Linked DNA regions of Mus musculus: region 1 is linked to region 2. The links are chromatin contacts, called in public Hi-C maps. All regions are on one chromosome and are shown on one strand. The core of a region is the stretch at or near the end of the contact, and the rest is flanking DNA. Distances in the headings are between cores, read along the strand shown.

The links. Hi-C and Micro-C count contacts between places; a contact is called where the count stands out from the background.
Region 1: a Hi-C map of forebrain shows a contact between it and region 2, with 4 times the contacts expected there. The contact joins two enhancer-like sites. A contact is called at or near these places in 5 of 484 Hi-C or Micro-C datasets (cortical glia, embryonic stem cells, forebrain and 2 more), 4 of 115 datasets of contacts at active chromatin or transcription factors (embryonic fibroblasts, embryonic stem cells, heart atrium and 1 more) and 2 of 9 other capture datasets (adipose tissue and pancreatic islet).

The regions. Positions count from the first base shown.
Region 1 is chr14:79,673,133-79,679,381 of GRCm38.p6, forward strand. The region is part of intron 2 of Gm41218 (a long non-coding RNA gene); the gene reads left to right. Among named protein-coding and RNA genes, the nearest start is that of Gm41218, 13 kb to the left of the region's middle. Within about 2 kb of position 4,394, at least 52 of the 459 cell types and tissues checked have an H3K27ac peak or open chromatin away from gene starts, as enhancers often do. A contact at or near this core is called in adipose tissue and forebrain, where this site is marked.
Region 2 is chr14:79,612,551-79,619,066 of GRCm38.p6, forward strand. All of the region lies in intron 10 of Sugt1 (SGT1, suppressor of G2 allele of SKP1 (S. cerevisiae)), which reads left to right. Among named protein-coding and RNA genes, the nearest start is that of Sugt1, 28 kb to the left of the region's middle. Within about 2 kb of position 4,696, at least 16 of the 459 cell types and tissues checked have an H3K27ac peak or open chromatin away from gene starts, as enhancers often do. A contact at or near this core is called in adipose tissue and forebrain, where this site is marked.

The DNA of each region.
Region 1 (6,249 bases), core at 3,144-5,643, 60 kb after region 2:
GCCTCCTCTTTATCATTGCTGAATAGCTATTGAGTGTCAAGCCGCAGCGGGCACCGTAAGTGGGTAGAATCCCTGCGCAGTGAGTTAATCCATATGCAAACAGAATGACCCCAATTGCTTTGCAATAGAGAGCTACATGGCCTGCGCCCTTAAAATATATCATTTGGGCAGCTGCCAGGGGGCTGATTTATCCCAGCTGGCCAGAAACAGCCCTGAGATCATCAGTGCTTTTGTTAATTGGGAGAGAGGGGCAGAGGAATCGAGATATTCCTGGGCACTAAGCATTCATTAGCCACCTGGCATCCCTAAATTATGATCCTGCCATGATTTTCCCAGCGCTTCTCCTGAAATTTTAATATTTGGAATGTATTAATAACTCGGAACATGTCATTTGCTAAATAAGCAATGCCCTTCTGGACTCATTGGAGAAAGGAGCCCAGAAAAATAGTTGAACAGCGTGCACAGATATTGGCTACTCAGTGAGGGGAGCCAAGTGGGGGTGACCCTGGAAGTTCTATCCACAGAGTAAATACAAACAGATGGGATGTGTGAAAAGACCTCTGGGTTAATGCCTCTGATTTCTAGTCATTTGTTCTTTTCATATAGCATCTTAACAAGACCAGCCCCAGGAAACACGGTGAAATGGAGGGTAACAGACAATATCCTAGAGCATGTGCTATGCACAGCCACTGGGCCTGCGAGATTTGACCATGCACTTCTTGATTGTACCTTAGTGTCCAACCAGGGTGCACAGTAACAAGGGCTTGCTCTGTCATACTTGCCTTTTGTCCGCTAGCACCTAGAACACTTGCTACGGTACATGGCAGCTACTTCATGACATAGTCGGTGAATGACTGACTCTCCAGGTTGGATGAGGTGTCCAATGAGTGGTGGAATTGATAGCTTGCTCAGGTTGTACAGAGTGCTGGAGCCAGGACTCACAAACTCATTTTTTTTCACCCTCAAACCTCCTCTTGTCTTGGGGCTCAGAGACCTATCAGCCTTTGACTCAAGTCTGTTTCTGTTAGTGCTTTGCCCTCCCAATGAAGCTTTGTTATATATGGAATGCAAAATGCGAAGGAGGCACCTCTGGAAGGTAATTTAGATGTAGTTAAGGTCCCGAGGATGGAGCCCTCACTGCAGGATTTGTAAGAAGAGAGAGATACACCCTAGAGTTTTCTCTGTCCCTATGTAAGGACAGAGCAGGTAGCTGTTTGTTATCCAGGTAGAGCCCCCACTAAGAGCCCTGCCACCTTGACACTGGACTTTCCAGCCAGCCACTCTGCTATTTTGCGACAGCCATCCAAGCAGACCAGCACAGCGCTCCAGGCTCACTCATCAGCACGTACTTACCCCATGGGTTGTTCTTTTAGGACTCTGCTTTTTGTTGTTCAGCATCAGCTAGGGATACATGGCTTGTTGCTTTCCCTTTCTGCTCCCTTGCCTTCCAACACTTCTATAGACATCAGAGTTTACAAGAAAAAAAGTCTCACGCCACACGATGCTCAGAGCCAACTTGTAAGGCCATTAGCAGACGTTTAGCCTTCATCTACTGGGAAGATACTACTGGGAAGCAACTTGCCGTGACCACTCAGGAAAGACTAGGACTCAGAGCCCCAACCTCAGTGATCCTTGCTGGGAAAGAGAATCCATTTCTACTCAAGAGCAGGTTGCCTTGCGATTGGGAGAAGCTGATGGGGTGAAGGCAACCCAAATGGCTTTGTTGTTTGTTTCTGGCATTTTGCCACATAAGCACAGAGAATTTTGGAGAGGGTCCTATACCCAACACCAGGACAGGATCATTTTTTCTGACCTACCCCCAAGAGCTACCAAACAAATGTAGCTGTCACTTCTGCACACTGGATGAGTTAGACTTCAATCTATGGTCTTTCTATGAATGCCACTGTAACCCTTGGAGCATCCCACATCTCCAGCATGTCATTCAGTTTCCCTGAGCCATTTATGTGGTGTCTCTCTCTCTCTCTCTCTCTTTAAATATGTATGTGAGTACACTATAGCTGTTTTTCAGACACACCAGAAGAGGTCATTGGATCCCATTACACATGGTTGTGAGCTACCATGTGGTTGCTGGGAATTGAACTCAGAACCTCTGGAAGAGCAGTCAGTGCTCTTAACCACTGAGCCATGTCTCCAGTCCTGATGTGGTCTCTTAACTGGACCTTTAAGCTCTGCTGTATCCAATATCTTCTGGATACAGCACACACACACAATTGGAAGTAAAACACATATTATGAAAAGAAAAGTGACTGTGGCAGAGTTGGATGAGGGAAAGGAGAGGGCCTGGGGGATGCAGACTTTCTGTGGTAGAACATTTGCATAATATGTGTAAGGCATTGGTTTGAACCCCCAACAATGTAAAACAAATACTCAACAAACAGCAAGAATTGTGCACCCCAAACCAACCAATGCCCACCCCAAGACACACACACACACACACACACACACGCACATGCACACACACACCACAGATGACAAGTTTAGTAAAGACTTGAAAATCATCTCTCTCTCTCTCTCCCTCTTTCTCCCTCTCCCTCTCCTTCTTCCTCTCCCTCTCCCTCTCCTTTCCCCGCCCCCCCCCCCCGTCTCCCTCTCACCCTCCAAAAACTAGGCCTTATAAATCTTAGGCAGGCAAACACTCCAACACTCAGCTATATTCCAAAACCTGAACACTTCTCTTGCTGTTTCTGTTAGAATGTCAGCTCGGCGAGTGCAGGCTTTTCATGGACTTACACCACACCCTCATTAGACAGCAAATATTAAGTAACCCATGGAAGAACAACTACACACAGCAACGTCAGCCCTGCTAAGGTCTTAGGTTTGTGTGCTGCGTCACTGAAGATAAATTCCATTTAAATGTGTTATGCTAAAGGGTATGCCAATCCTTGATGCCACAGTCCAAAAGGAGAGAAAAATCAATAAAAACGAAAATGATCACTGTGGAGTAATTTATAATGAACGAAAACACCAGAAACAGCTAAGAGTGAGTAGTTAAGCAAATTATGTCATGCCATTTTGATGGACTATCATATAGTCACTAAAAATTGTAATTATGCTGTCTGCATAGAGCGTCAGATGCTTATGATATAATGTTATTGCAAAGTGGAAGAGCAAATTGAATGTGCATTTGATTACAACTCTAAAATTCATGTTTACATGTGGGCAAGGCCTGGCAGGAAGCAAGAAGAATGCAAACAGATGATTTTTGGCTGGTGGGCTTATGAGGGATTCCTCTTGGAGTTTGTGTTATACTTATCTTGTTGTTTGTTCAGTTTTTAAAAGGGCTACTCAGCCCTTTGGGGGACCACTTTCAAGATTGTGAGCCCGGGGCAGGCATGTAAATGGCAACCCGGAAGGCAGATCTTGATTGCAGCTCTCTGCGGGCCTCTCCTGGGCACCAGGCTCTGCGGGTGGGAAGTCTCTGATCCAAGGCTGTTTGCACGCTTGTTCCCAAACAGAACGTTGCTGCAGAAACTCAACCATGGGTGAATATTTATGCTTACATGAGCTCCTATTCATAGCCATTTACCACCCCACCCTAACCCCCATTTTAGAATAACTATAGCACAGGCTGAGAAAGTATGGATGGGATGTTGTAGAGAGAATTGCTTATTGGGGTGGAAGCTTGAACTAGATGATTCCTGCTAGGTCTAACTCACCGCCCACACAGCCTTGGCACGCCACACCCAAGCTCTGTGTGCTTGCGACCCTTTCACTTCTCCTGGCAGATGTGACACATTAAGTAAGGACCGACACACCCGGGATGGATGAACCAGGCTCTGAAGTCAGGGAATCCTGGGTTGAATCCCCGTTTCTCCCTCCAATGAGCTTTGTGACTATGGATGAACAACTTTTTATCTCTCTCAACCCTGGTTTAATCATCTGTCAAGCTGGGTCATCAAAACCCACCCCCGCAGGTTGTAGAGAGCACTGAAACGAAGCAAGGCACCCAGATTCCCGGACAGAAGGGCAGGCTCGGAGGAGGTACTGATTAAGTAGAACCATTCAGCGGTAGTTCGCAGGGCTAAGCTGGTGGACTTCCTCCACCCGTGGACGCGCAGGAATAGTGACTTTCAAGTCAAGGCTGGAGGAGCAGAGCAAGGGCACCAGAGACCGAAATGTGTCGTCCAACGTAGGCTGCAGTAGAATGGGGCGGCTGAGCGTTGCTGCCAGTTTGCAGATGGTAAAAATACTGCCCCTCCCAGGAGTAACTGTAACCAAAACAAATGTGAACAAGCAAGAGGCTCCTAACTTTTTATTTAATTGAGAGAGAGAGAGAGAGAGAGAGACATAATCTGAGAATCACCACACCCAGTTACTCTGCCTTCACTACCTTCCCTGCTGCTGTGACCAGACCACCCGATCAACTTCCCTCCCCTCCTGCAGTTCAGAGGAACCTCCCCCAACAAGGGGGAGCCTCTTTTCAGAAAGAGGCTAGCTCCATATGCTAGAGGAATTCTTCTCTCTTTTAAATCCCTCACGGTTCTCCTGGGACTGAACTTTCCACTGATTCAGAATTAATTTAAAAAAAAAAACAACCTAGTTACATAAGAAGTAGATAAAATAAAACAGAAAACTGGCTTCACAGTTACGTAAGAGTTGGGTACTCGAAAACAGAAAAAAAAAAACCCAAAAATCTTTCCACTTTGCTAATTTAATGTAAAGGTTTGTTTTCTCTTAGTCTCTGCCTTTACTTTGCTCAGGAAAATAAAAATGTTGACAGACAGAAAAACGCAGTGTTTGTTATTTTTCACCAAGTTTAAAAAGCAAGGAGCAATTTGAGTTTTCAAAAGCACACCCTGGGTACGCCAGAACTTTGTGATATTTCAGGAATGCAGAAAGTGAAGGAACCGGCACACCGCATGAAAAGATTCAATACAGTGGACGGTGTTTCCAGAGTCAACAGAAAACCCCAGGGGCTTTTATGGCATCTGAAGATTGGTTTTAAGAAACCCACCGGGCCAAGTGTTGTGCTGAAGCCAATCTATGAAAAGGACTGGACAGAGGCACTATTCATAGCGAGTGGGGATTTGTGCAGAAACTGCTTACAGATTTTCTGACAACCCTGTCTTTCAATCCAGATGAATGAAGCACTATTGTTTGGCCATGAGGAAACTTAATAAAAAAAAGTTGTCACTAAAGCTGTTTCTCATTGGGTGCAAGTATGTGGAAATGACAGTCTTTAAATTTTGCTTGAAAAAATGAAATTACACTAGACATCAAAATCAATGTCAAAAATGAAGCTAACTTTGAATTTTAAAAAAAAGTGACAGTCAAGTTAATAGATGCATTCACGGCTCCCTGGCACACGAGGGCCTGAGCAGAGCGCTTTGGGTGATGGGGAGACTTCGCAGATGTCTACTCAACAGTTGCATTGTTAGATCCTGCCTTTCCAGGCTTCAGTTTAACTCGTGGACCTGGTGGATGGCTGAGTGGTGGTGTATTACGATACATGTAGGTCTTCAAGAACGGTGGTTTTTCTTGGTTGGATCTCGAGTCTTAAATACTGTGCTGCACATGCATGAGGCATGCTAACACTTCTGTACTTCCTAAGGTGTCTGTCATTTGTAGAACAGTTTCAATTGACCTGTGTAGACCAGCTTCAATACCCACTGAGCTGGAAGAGTCAACAGAGAGCCTTGGAATTCTCTCAACGTGTCTGTCTCGATAGATCCCACTCAAGAAGGGAGATTTATTTCTCCGTTTTCTTCAAGGATCGGTGGTTTAGCAGAAATTAAAATGGATTTGCAGTCCAGTAAGCGTGGATTTGAATTCTTGTGGGAAAAGGGTGACTTTGGAAATTGGAATATATGTATTAAGTGAGCCAATCACAGCTATTACGACACCTTGAAAAAGAAAATTCTCACCTTCAGAGCTTCAGCTCACTGGTCCTACAGGTAACATTGTTGTCCCAGAACAATCAGGAAGGTTCCATGGAGTATTATGTATTAACAAGTGCTTTGTATCTTGTGTAGTACTATGTTAGTTGACTTTCTGTCACTGTGACAAAATACTCACAATGATCAGCTTATGACTAAGAAAGGTTTACTTTGCCTCCTGGTTCAAAGGTTTCAGTCCCTGGTTGCTCGGCTCTGTTGCTTTGGGCCTGTGCTTCATGGTATATCATAGCCGGAGCACATGGCCGTGGAGACCTACTCACTTCACAGTGGTTGAGAAATAAAGAGACAAGCAAGGCCTTGGGTCCCAATTTCCCTCTAAGGACACATGCCC
Region 2 (6,516 bases), core at 3,446-5,945:
GCTATGAGGCAGCTACATGACACTGCACTCTGTGGGATGGTGCAGAGTGAGAAGAGGGGTGTCTGAGAAGTTAGGGTTTCCATTGCTGTGAAGTGACACCATGACCAAGGCAACTCTTATAAGGACATTTAACTGGGCAGGTTTACAGATTCTGAGGTTAAGTCCATTATCATCAAGGTGGGATCATGGCCTCTTCCAGGCAGGGTATGGTACAGGAGGTGCTGAGAGTTTACACCTTGTTCTAAAGGAGAAGCCTGATTAACAGGCAGTAGGAGGAGGGTCTCTCAAGGCCACCAGCACACTGACATAGTTCCTCCAACAAGGCCACACTTCCTAATAGTGCCACTTCCTGGGCCAAGCATATTCAAACCACCACATTCCACTCCCTGGCTCCCATAGGCTTGTTCAAACACATGAGTCTATGGGGGCTACACCTAGCCATAGTATAATGCAAATTATATTTAGTCCAACTTCAAAAGTTCTCATAATCTATAGCAGTCTCAACAATGTTAAAAGTACAAAGTGTCTTCTGAGATTCATTCAAACAATTAACTGCAATTTCTTATAAAATCAAAAGCAAAACAGCAAAAGCCGATCACATCATCACAGGCTATACATTACCATTTGAAAATGTCATAGTGAGGAAATACTGGACCCAAGAAAGACAGAAAACCAGCCTGGCAAACTCCGAACTCTGAATCTCATGTCTGATGCCAAAGCACTCTTCAGATTCCCAACTCCTTTCTTTCTCCTGGGCTGGTTCCACTCCCTGTGAGCAGCTTTCCTCCACAGGTATCCCATGGCGCTGGCATCTTTAATATCTTGGGGTCTGCAAGGCAACTTCAGCGTTACAGCTTATTTCAGTTCCTGATAGCCACACATGATTTTCTGGGCTCCTCCAAAAGGCTTGGGTCACTCACTTCTCCAGCTCTTTCTGTAGCACTTTAGGCTCTTGTTGACTCCACTCCACTGCTGCTGCTGTTCTCGGTAATCATCCCAGGGTACTGACATCTCTAATGTGTTGGGGTCTTCTGCTGAAACTAGGCTTCGCCAATAGTCTCTCATAGGCTCCTTTCATGGTACCAAGCCTCACCTTCTTTGCATGATCCCCTCTGGCCTGTACCATCAACTGCAACTGAGGCTGCATGCTCACCAGTAGTAGTCTTCCCTGTCTCTCACAGTGCCAAGCCTCAGTTTGGGTGGGATCTTGCCCCAAAGTCACCACTCTTTTTTGTTTATTTATCTCCTTGAACATAGGACAGCTCTATTCTATTTCTTGGTGCCCCTTTGTAGTACTACTTAATTAATCCTACTCAAATCATATCAACCCTGGGTGGCAGCAGCACTCCATGATAACCTTCCCAGTGTTCTGGGTTTTTGAATGAAAGATACACACACACACACACACACACACACACATGCCCTTATATTTTAATATGCCTTTAACAGCTCAGTAGGTAGGCCACTTCCAAACCTCCATGTGGCTAACAACCCCCTTCCCCCAATATTCCTGAGTTATTACTTCCTAAGATCTGTATTACATCTTTGTTACCCTAGACCCAGTTGGAGGCTCCTTGGGCCTGCTCTTCCCCAGCTCTTCTCTGTCCTCTGTACTTCTCAGGTGTGATGTCTCCTCCAGCATGGCAGCTGTCCCTCTGCTTCCTGGGTCTCTTGCCTGGGAATCCTAAAAGTCCTACCTCTGTCCCCCTGCCCAGCCACTAGCCACCTGCAACTTTATTTACCAATCAAAACCAACTGGGGACAGGGTTCTATGTGCAGATATGGGGATTCTTGTGCAATTTGGGGGACCCAGATAACATAGTACTAGTGGCATTAGACCAGATCTGCAATAGCCCTTTATTCTTTTAACCATACAGTTTGTACTTTTCCTTCGGAAGCTCACTCCTAGTCATCAAAAGTCTCTTCCTAAGAGTGAACTTTAGTAACCGCACAGCAGAATCTATACCAGACCGTTTTGACACTTTCTTTGTCAAAGCAATTAATCTAAATCTCTTTACCTTAGCCTCAGGCAGACTCTTTGAACAAAGCCAAAAAGCAGCCACATTCTTTATCAAAATATTACAAGAGCAGTCTGTAGGCCACATACTAAAACTCTTCTCTTCTGAAACCCCTTGAGCCAGTAGGCCTATACAGTTCAAGTCACCCTCAGCAGCACTGTCTTCCATATTCCTACTAGGATGGCCCATCAAACCCAACTAAAATCATTCCATGGCTTTCCAAATCCAAGGTCCCAAAATCCACATTCTTCCAAACAAAAACATGGTCAGGCCTATCACAGCAATGCCCAGTCCCTGGTACCAACTTCTTTCTCAGTTAGGGCTTTACTGCTGTGAGCAGGCACCATAACCAAGGCAAGCCTTATAAAGGACAACATTTAATTGGGGCTGGCTTACAGGTTCTGAGGTTCAGTCCATTGTCATCAAGGCTGGCAGAGTCCAGGTAGATTTGAGGATCTGAGAGTTCTACACCTTGTTCCAAAGGCAAACAGGAGAGAAGAACCAGGCAGCTAGGAGGAGGGTCTCTCAAAGCCCAACTCCATAGTGACACACTTCCTTCAACGAGGCCATATATGCCTCCTGATAGTACCACTCCCTGGGCCAAGCATATTTAAACCACCACAAGGGATTGACCATTTTCAGTTGCTGCACTATTCACATAGAGTTAAATTTATTTAATGATAGAATTTTGAGCAGTAGGCCCCAAAACTGGAGAGATAAGAGAGGCAGGTGAGGAATGGTGTGGTTTTTGTTGGGTGTTTTTAAGTTGTTTTGGTTTCTAAGTCAAAGGCTCCCCTCAAGCTGTCCATTCTCCTGCCTCGGCCTTTTGAATGCCAAAATTTAGATATTGTCCTTTCTTATTGTCCATCTGTGAACTCCACCTACATCCGCCTCCTGCCTCCTGTTGCTAGGTACTGAACCTGGGACCCTGTGCAAGCTTACCACTTGGGCATCTTCCCAGCCCAAGAGAGCCCTACTGCATGTCCATTTGAAGTCATTTATTAAGAATTGATTTCTGGGGCTGGTGAGATGGCTCAGTGGGTAAGAGCACCCGACTGCTCTTCCGAAGGTCCGAAGTTCAAATCCCAGCAACCACATGGTGGCTCACAACCATCTGTAACATGATCTGATGCCCTCTTCTGGAGTGTCTGAAGACAGCTACAGTGTACTTACATATAATAAATAAATAAATTAATTAAAAAAAAAAAAAAAAAAAAAAAGAATTGATTTCTGTGAGGAGATGATGAATGACTTAAGAATTTGTATTTCACATAATGTTTGGCATATAAATGCAGTTTGTATTTCAGGTTATGAATTTATTATTTTATTTTAGGTTTTTTTGTTTTGTTTTTGTTTTTTGTTTTGTTTTGTTTTGTTTTTTTGAGACAGGGTTTCTCTGTGTAGTCCTGGCTGTCCTGGAATTCACTTTATAGACCAGGCTGGCCTCGAACTCAGAAATCCGCCTGCCTCTGCCTCCCAAGTGCTGGGATTAAAGGTGTGTGCCATCATACCTGGCAACTGAATAACTTTGGCATAAATATACTCATACTATTTTTATCTGCTAGATTTGGTAGTTCTCCCCCTATATACACAGTGCTCAGCGATGCTTGTGGAGGAACCTGAATTGGAATTGATAGAGTGAATGTTTTGGGTTTTGTTTGTTTTATTTTTGAGACAGGATTTCTCTGTGTAGAGCTTGCTGTCCCCAAACTACCTCCATAGAACAGGCTGGTCTCAAACTCCCAGAAATCAGCTTGCTTCTGATTCCTGAGTCCTGGGATTAAAGGCTCAAGGAAGAAAACGGTCTCAAAGTTTACACTGTAGTAAATAATAACGTGGCACATACCTGTTCCAACCCTCAGGCAGGGGGATCTCTGTTAGTTGTTTGTGCTGGCCCAGGATACAAGAGCGATGCTTCTTAGGTTTTTCTTTGTTCTGAATGGAATTTAAGATTCTAAGGTTGTGTCTAAAGCAGGGCTTTTATAACCATTTTGCTTGAGAACATTTTATGTGGCCCTGGGAATATATAGATATATAATATAACTCAAGTGTTCAGTAATAATAAATTTTAAAGAAATTTTAAAGAATTTATTTTTAAATGATTATTCGGTTATATGTAGAACCTTGCCATTTACTAAAAATGAAAGAAAAGCTAAGATAGGTGATCTTTGGTTTTTGCACAAAGAATTAAACTTGGTTGTTACTTGGTGCATAGAGCATCAAGGAGATTTTTTAAGTGTTGTTTGACCTTTGTTTTTGTAACCATCAGTTCACATAAACATAGTAGAAAATGACAAGCACTTCTAGGGCCATTTCAGAAACTGTTGGAAATTCTGTCCTAATCCCAAGCCAGAATTCATTGAATGATTTATTCATGTTTATGAAATTCATGTTAGCAATTTCACAATAAAATCCCAGGATAGAATAGTTTGATACTCCTATGCCAAGGTTTGGCAGGAGGAATATAGTAAAGTCTTAGTTTTCTGTAATTAAGCCACGCTTTTGGTTTTGACTTTTTTTTTTAAAGATCACAAAAGGTGTGTCCAGCAAAATGACTGCAGTTTATTAACATACACCAGTTTTTGAATCCCAGCCAAGGGGTTTCAGGCAGCATTCAGTTAATGTTGCAGCATGGTAGCGTGTTGAGAGAGCACGCACAGGGCAGAGAGTGCATGCTGTGTGTTCAGGCTAAGGCTGCCGTGATGCTGTTCAGTGCGGTATTGGCTAGGGCTGCCCAAATGCCAGGGCTCCTTACACATTTGGCTTAGAATTAGCTTGTGGTGGTGTTACTGTTGCCAAAGCTTTGGTGGTTCCTGGATTCAGCTGCACAGCTGGATACAGGGTCGAGAGACCTACAGATAGGAGACCAGTGTTCTGACCCTCGGGTCAACATATCTTCCATATGTAATCATAAACTGCTGTGTTTTTCAAAAACAAATTGAAATTTTTTTTTTTTGTAATTATGTTTCTTTAGGGAACTAAATGGTGAAATCTTTGATCATTTCCTTTTTCAAACAGCAGAGGGAGGCAGTGTTATATGCAGTAGTGCTAGGAAGATGGGATTCAGTGGGTAAAGAGCTTGCTACACTGAGGACCCAGATTTCTAGAACCTGCATGAAATCAGGTGGGTGTGGTGGCTGTTCGTGCTTCTCAGCATCCAGGAGATAAGCACAGGAGATCCTTAGAGCAAGGTGGCTTGTCAGACTAGCTAAAATGTTGTACTCTACGTTCAGTGAGAGACCCCATCTCAGGATAGAAGGTGAATGAATGAGGGTCACATCTGATATCTTTGTACACGAATTCACACACATGCAGGTACACTCATACATGCAAATAAATAAAATGTAGACAATAATCTTCCATGGTTCTGTAAAGTGCGCTGGCATATGTAAAGCACTAAGCACACAGTGCTACTTACCCTCATAATTCAGAGTTTTATATGGGCTCTAAAAAAAGCAGAGAAGGCAATCCCTGCTACCACAGATGACATTTTAGCATGCTTCCCTTTAAACATCCAGATCTTTTGAGCAGAACTCATGCCATAGTCACCGTTGGCATTTTAGTATATGTTCCACTGAATAACCAGCTCTTTTCCAGTGTGTATGTTGTACATTGGAATGTTGTTTGCAGTCTTCAAGCAGAGTCATATGACATAGGATTTTGGTGGTCAATCAGACATACAGTGGGAGGGAAGAATATGTTGATAGCTTGGCCTTGTACAGGAAATGTTGCCCTGACTCAATCTCAACCTGCAGTAAATATTAGAATTAAGCAGTTAGAAGAGGTGAGGGAAAACCAGCTTCCTGTAAATTGCCCTCTGACCTGCACATGGTTGAATAAGGGTAGATTCCTGAGTCCGCTCACAGGTTCCTGAGATACTGCTCTAACAGCCAAGGAATTTGACTGCTTAGAATGCTCAGAAGGTTTCATCCTGAAGAGCTGCCAGAGAGCCTCAGGTCCTGAGGAAACCCTTCTCCCACCAGTCTGTGGCTCTTGCTCAGAGAAGGGAATGGATACCATGGCTGCTTAGGAGTAGTGCTGGAGCAATTGTCCTCTGAGAGAAATGAATGAATTCTCTTACACACAGAGTCCTCAGAGGTGGGCTGGTGGTATTATAATACTGAGAACTGGTGAGCCAGCACAAAACTGGTTCTTACAGATGGCTTATAGCTACTTCTCTGATATATGATCATCTCTTAAAAGCATTTTCTGTGTACTTGAGAGTAATATTTAAATTACCAAAGTTTTAAGATAATTGTGTGTTGGGGGATGCATGCATACGCATGTGAGTGAACGTGTGTGAAGGCAGGTCAACATCTGGTGTCTTCCCCATTTCCCTTTTTGAGACCTGGTCTCTCCCTGAACCTGGAGCTCAGTGATTGGCCGGCAAACCTGAGGGATCCCCTTGCTCGCACCCCAACCCACCCCATCTCTATCTTCTTCGCTTTGGGGTTGCAAGCTTCCGTGCCCAGCTTTGTACATGGGTACTGAGGGTCTG